Linked DNA regions of Zea mays: region 1 is linked to region 2. A link is a contact called in public Hi-C data. All regions are on one chromosome and are shown on one strand. The core of a region is the stretch at or near the end of the contact, and the rest is flanking DNA. Distances in the headings are between cores, read along the strand shown.

Region 1 (2,700 bases), core at 68-2,567, 500 kb before region 2:
TGCCCACAATTAAGTTGGGCCGTGCCAGATCTGGACCGTGCCAGAAATTATGTGCTTTGGACCGGCCTATTAATCACAGCATAAATGTACACCTATACTAGAGGGTAGTCTAGTTAGGCCCTTTACTGCCATAAGATTTGGGAAAAAAATTACCCCTCAGGCTGTGCGCAGCGGTACACCCTAGCGATCCCCCTCCCCTTGCATGCGGCGCGTAGGGGGCACCCTATGGCCGCAGCGGTGCCCCCTACAGCGCCCCCTACGTGTCGGTCTCCTTCTCTCTCCCCCTAGATATAGCGTGTCACTGTTCATCACCCTAAACACTATGCTGTGGGTCCACGAGTAATTGTTAGTAGATAAAAAATTGATAGTTGGTATAGAAAATGATATTTTATAGCGGTAGTGGAGTATAGGGGGTGATTTAGGGGGAACCGCTGCGGGAGATGAAAAAATAGGGGGAAAAATAGGGGGAAAAAGTGATATAGGGGGAAAAATTTAGGGGTAACGATTGCGGATAGCCTCAAGCCTTAGCGTAAGTGCGTAACTGTCGAGCTGCCCAGCCCCACTCCTCTCCACGTCTGGCCACCTCCCACAGTCCAACTGCCCAGCCGCCGCACGTCCTCGCCTGGCCAAGTCCAGCCCCGGCCGCCGGCGCGCATCCACTCCATCCGTTGGCCGACCACCGCCTGCGCACAACGCACTCCGGTCCCGTCCGCTACCAGCACAGGCGCACACTCCTGCTCCGATTGTCGCAAGCGCAGGCGCGCGCGCACGCCAGCTCCGAGCCTCCGACCGCCGCCTGTGGCCCTCGCACGTCTCGCCGCCTCCGGGCTCCACCCACCAGCGTGGCTGCCTGGCCGTCCGCAGCCTGTGGACCCGCCCAGTGCGCTCCGGCCTCATTGCATTGAGGCCTGATTACTCAATAGAGTTCCTTGCAAAAAAAATCAGCATCTTCATTGATACGTTTGGTCATTGCTATAACCTTTGTGTCCATGTCTGTTGCACAAAACAAGACTCAATGCACCGAAAGATTCATATGTAATAGCTCAGATTCATATGTAATGTTGTCCAACTGAATAATAAGTGTACTGCTTTGAATTTCCATCTTAATAAAATAATGGGAAAGGTAGCTTTGAAGTCTTGCTTATGACATTTTCGCAGACAGGGACTTTCCTTTGGGTTTTGAGCTGAAAGAACCCTAGGCACTCAAGGGGAGGATGCAAAAATGGAATATGCATCCATACAGTAGAATGGCCATGCCCAACAAATAGCTAATAAAGCCCAGTCCAACACAAACAACCACCCGTCCAAAGCAAAGAAAGAAGAAAAGAAAGTAGCGTGTGGGAGGAAGGAGCGCGAGAAGGAGATCCTCGTCCCCTCCCGCCCCCGTACGTCTCCCCTCCATCTTCCATTCTTCCACATATCCCCACACAATTGCCGTCTCGCTCCACATTCCCTTCGCACCACCTTTCCCCTCTCTCTCTCCCTCTCTCTCCCTCTCTCACTCGCTCTTTCTCCGGGGCCGCCATTCCTGCTCCGTCCACTCCCACCACATGCGGCGGCGCGGGCGCCTCCCCGCGGCGCTGTGGCTCGTTGTCGTGACGTTGGCGGCGCTGGTGGCGCGACCTGCGTGTGCGGCGTGGTGCATCGCGCGGAGCGAGGCCTCGGACAAGGCGCTGCAGTCGGCGCTGGACTATGCGTGCGGCCCCGCGAGGGGTGCCGACTGCGCGCCCATCCAGGCCAGCGGCCTCTGCTACCTGCCCAACACCCTCGCCGCGCATGCCTCTTACGCCTTCAACTCCATCTTCCAGCGCTCCCGCGCCGCGCCGGGGGCCTGCGACTTCGCCGGCACCGCCACCGTCACGGTCACGGACCCTAGTCAGTATGCTTAACTAACTTTGCGCTTCTTCATGTTCTTCGCTAAATCTGTTCGGTCTTGGAGTATCCGCCTCCGACTCCGACTCTCCGGCATCACTTTTGCTTTTGCTTTTCTGTTCGGTCTTGGAGTACGTCCTCTGTCCCTTTTGCAACCATACTATGCTAAACTGGCTGCTTTTTTCCCCCAGAACCTTTGGGGTTATATATCCGTTTGTTTCTTGCATCATTTATTTAATTTCTTTCATCATCTGGCTAATTAATACTCCTTGGTTTTCTTCGTTATTACTTTTGCCTTTGCTTAGCTTCAATTGATATATGAGAATAATAGTACACATTGATGTCATAGAAGAAAGCCATTAGGTTGTGTAGCAATGAAAATATTACTGCTACACTAATCTGGTGAAAATGAGCGGCATCAACATCACCGATAACCTTTTTTTTTTTAAAAGGGTGTACCCCATTTCATTAGGAAATAGGAAACAGAAGTCAAGTAACTTACAGAACCAACGGACATGTCTTAAGCAGAACGACCCTATTCAGACCATGGGCTACCCCTGATGAGGCCAAGTTCTACAACTAAGACAAATAACCTATGGACCTGTTTTTCTTCTTTCTCCTACAGTGCATGGTGCACGATTGCTGTAGCTTGTAACAACATTGCTCCAAACCCTAAAAAGTACAGCTTGATGCTAATCAGGAAGTGTGTTTTTTTACTGTGAGATATACCTGGGTTGATACAACGCATTTAAGCAAATGTGATTGCTGACATGTACACACGCAACATGAGACAACTGTAATTCACTATAAATAAATTAGAGTGAAATG
Region 2 (2,700 bases), core at 130-2,629:
GCTTGACATCGCCTGTCTACATGGCCTTTCCCTTACCACGGTGTCAACTCGGCATACTTGCACCACTTCTATGTCCCTGTCACCCATCCTTCTGTCATTGCAAAAATTATTATGTTGTTCCTCTGTTGTTTTGTGTGTTAGTTTTTTGTTGTGCTAAGATTTAAACATAATTTGGGCGTGTTAATACTTTATTTATTGTCTGCACGTGGTTTGTGTTCTTCTGATGATGACTCATGGATCCTGCAAAATATGTGTTAGAATTTGGAGATTCATGCGGGCACTAACACATGATGCTCGTTCCTTGTGTTCTTAGCTCTTGCATGCATTAGATCGTTCTGAGACCACATTGATGCAATAGACTACATGGTGTTTAAGGTTGTTGAATTGAATGGAGCAGCAATGATTTGTCACGCTAACAGTAAAATGAAAGGTTATTTGTTGGTTTTAAACGTTAGTGATTGCTATGAAGTACTATAATTTGTATGGAGCATATCCAGTTTTTATTGATGCCCGACTTTAGTAACTACTCCATATTTTGATCTATCTTTTTTTATAAGTTTGATTTCACGTGACTTATTTTAGAAACTTGAGCTCACAAACTTTCTCTTATTAATCTTTATATGATGGAATTATGTCATCGTATAATCTTTATTCGTACAGTTAGTCAACTCTCTTCTAATCGCTTCTTTGATTGACCGTGTTATACCAAAATATATTAAATAGAGTTAACAACAACATCAATTAGTTAAATAAAAAAATTATATGTAAAGCGGAGGCAATCAATAAAAAAATCTTAAAATCTTTTTGTTCGATAGTTTATGTGAGTATTATTATGAACCGTCACAACACACGATCAGCCGACTTTTTACCCATTAGTATCGAGTTCCAATACCCATTGCCATTGCACCCACATCTATAGATGGCCAATAAGCACGAGGCCCGCGAGCACGACACGAAGCCCGCTATTTGGGTCCGGTCCGAGCCCGACACGGCCCGGTTCTATGCGGCCCAGACCGGCCCAGCACGAATAAGCGGGCCGGGCTTGGACAGGAAACTAGGCACGGTGGACTAGCCCGACACGACCCGTTTACTTCTAAGCACGTTAAGCCCGTTTTTTGTACTAAAACGTGCTTTTCGACCCACTTAGCCCGCTTTTGGCCCGCTTTTTTCGTGCTAAACGGGCCGGCCCGTTTAGGCCCGTTGCGAGCCGGGCTCTGACAGAAAATTAAGCCTACGAGCTTAGAAGGCCCAACCTAGTTTTCTAACCGTGCCTGACGGGCCAGGCCTAAAACGTGGCGGGCTTCACCGGGCCCGGGCCGGGCTGCCGGTTTGGCCATCTCTACCCACATCTGCTGCAGACTCGAGGCGATCGAAGCGTCATTGGCGGCGGCTGCGGCAATGGCGGGGCTGTCGCTACTGTGCGGTGACTGCGGCGCGCAGCTGCGTAGTGTGGAGGAGGCGCAGGCGCACGCCGAGGCCACCAACCACGCCAACTTCGTCGAGTCCACCGAGGCCGTCCTCAACTTCGTCTGCTCCGACTGCGGCAAGCCATGCCGCTCCCAGACCGTAAGATCCCACCATCCTTCCCTCTCTTCCTCTCCTCAATTTGCCTGTCGAATTTTGGTGCCTCGTAGATTCACTTCGGTGAGCGTGGCGCGATTCTTGATCCGATTCCGATAGCTTGGTCTCGATGCTTACTGTTTCCGTGGCGGTGCCCAGGAGGTGGACCTGCACACCAAGCGCACGGGCCATACGGAGTTCGCGGACAAGACCGCGGAGGCAGCCAAACCCATCGATCTCGAGGCGCCGCTTAAGCCGGCCTCCGAGGATGTCATGGACGTAGACACGTCGGCTTCGGCGAGTGGGGAGCCACAAGGTTTGGTGGTTGTTTCCATTGTCTCGGCCTCATGAGCTTTGATGCTGTTACTTACTGACTAACTATTGTGCTGTATTATGGTTGGGCAGAGATGGTTGTCCCGGAGGTGAACAAGGAGATGCTCACGGACCTTGAGGGCATGGGTTTCTCGACAGCGCGCGCCACCAGGGTGCTTCACTTCTCCGGTATGTTAAGTGATGATAGTTCTCTTGCTGTAATGTCTTGAGTTCTTTACTGAAACCAGAAAGTCTTAGGCTTGCGATTTTAGAGCCTAGGTCAGTATTGTTTTCTTCATATATAAGAAGCATGATAAGTGTAATCTGTGAAGAATCATCCAAGATGGCCTATTTTATTTAGTTGGTTATGGTCTTCTCCCTAGTTGATCCTTTGCAAAGTTGAAAAGTGTTTTTGCATTACTTGGGAACATATGCTGCCACAAGGGAATAACTTGCATCTAAGGCTCACTCGTGAGGCATGCAAATCGGGCAGCCATCTGTACTTTTGGCTGGTGTATTTAGTTTACCTGCCCAGCCATACGCTAGATCTTTCCAACAGCACAGCTATCCATACGTTCAGCTAGAATGGAGTAGACGCTGGGGCCCAGTGGTCAGTCAAGAACGAAGAATTTAGCTTCCGGTCACAGAACCAGGCAATATGGCTTTTCTCGCTCCTGCCTTCCATTTTACCTGGCCCGTTTAGCTGCTCCGTTGGATGAAGGATTGCACTGCTACAGTGGCTCCAGGGCAGCTATTTTAGCTTTCCCTGGCCGGATGGCTGCTCCGTTGGAGTGAGCCTAACCAATGATACTGTCCTTTAGACAAGAT

The links. A called contact is a pair of places that touch in the nucleus more often than the background predicts.
Region 1: a Hi-C map of tassel shows a contact between it and region 2, with 2.5 times the contacts expected there. The contact joins the promoter of LOC100282039 here to the promoter of LOC100274362 in region 2. A contact is called at or near these places in 2 of 25 Hi-C or Micro-C datasets (ear and tassel).

What each region holds. Positions count from the first base shown.
Region 1 is chr4:102,526,132-102,528,831 of Zm-B73-REFERENCE-NAM-5.0, reverse strand. LOC100282039 (glucan endo-1,3-beta-glucosidase 4) reads left to right here and starts at 1,317. Exons shown (of 3, transcript NM_001154952.1): 1 at 1,317-1,875. The coding sequence starts at 1,551.
Region 2 is chr4:102,030,448-102,033,147 of Zm-B73-REFERENCE-NAM-5.0, reverse strand. It overlaps LOC100274362 (ubiquitin-associated (UBA)/TS-N domain-containing protein), which reads left to right and starts at 1,379. Exons shown (of 12, transcript NM_001148722.1): 1 at 1,379-1,566; 2 at 1,720-1,876; 3 at 1,966-2,061. The coding sequence starts at 1,399.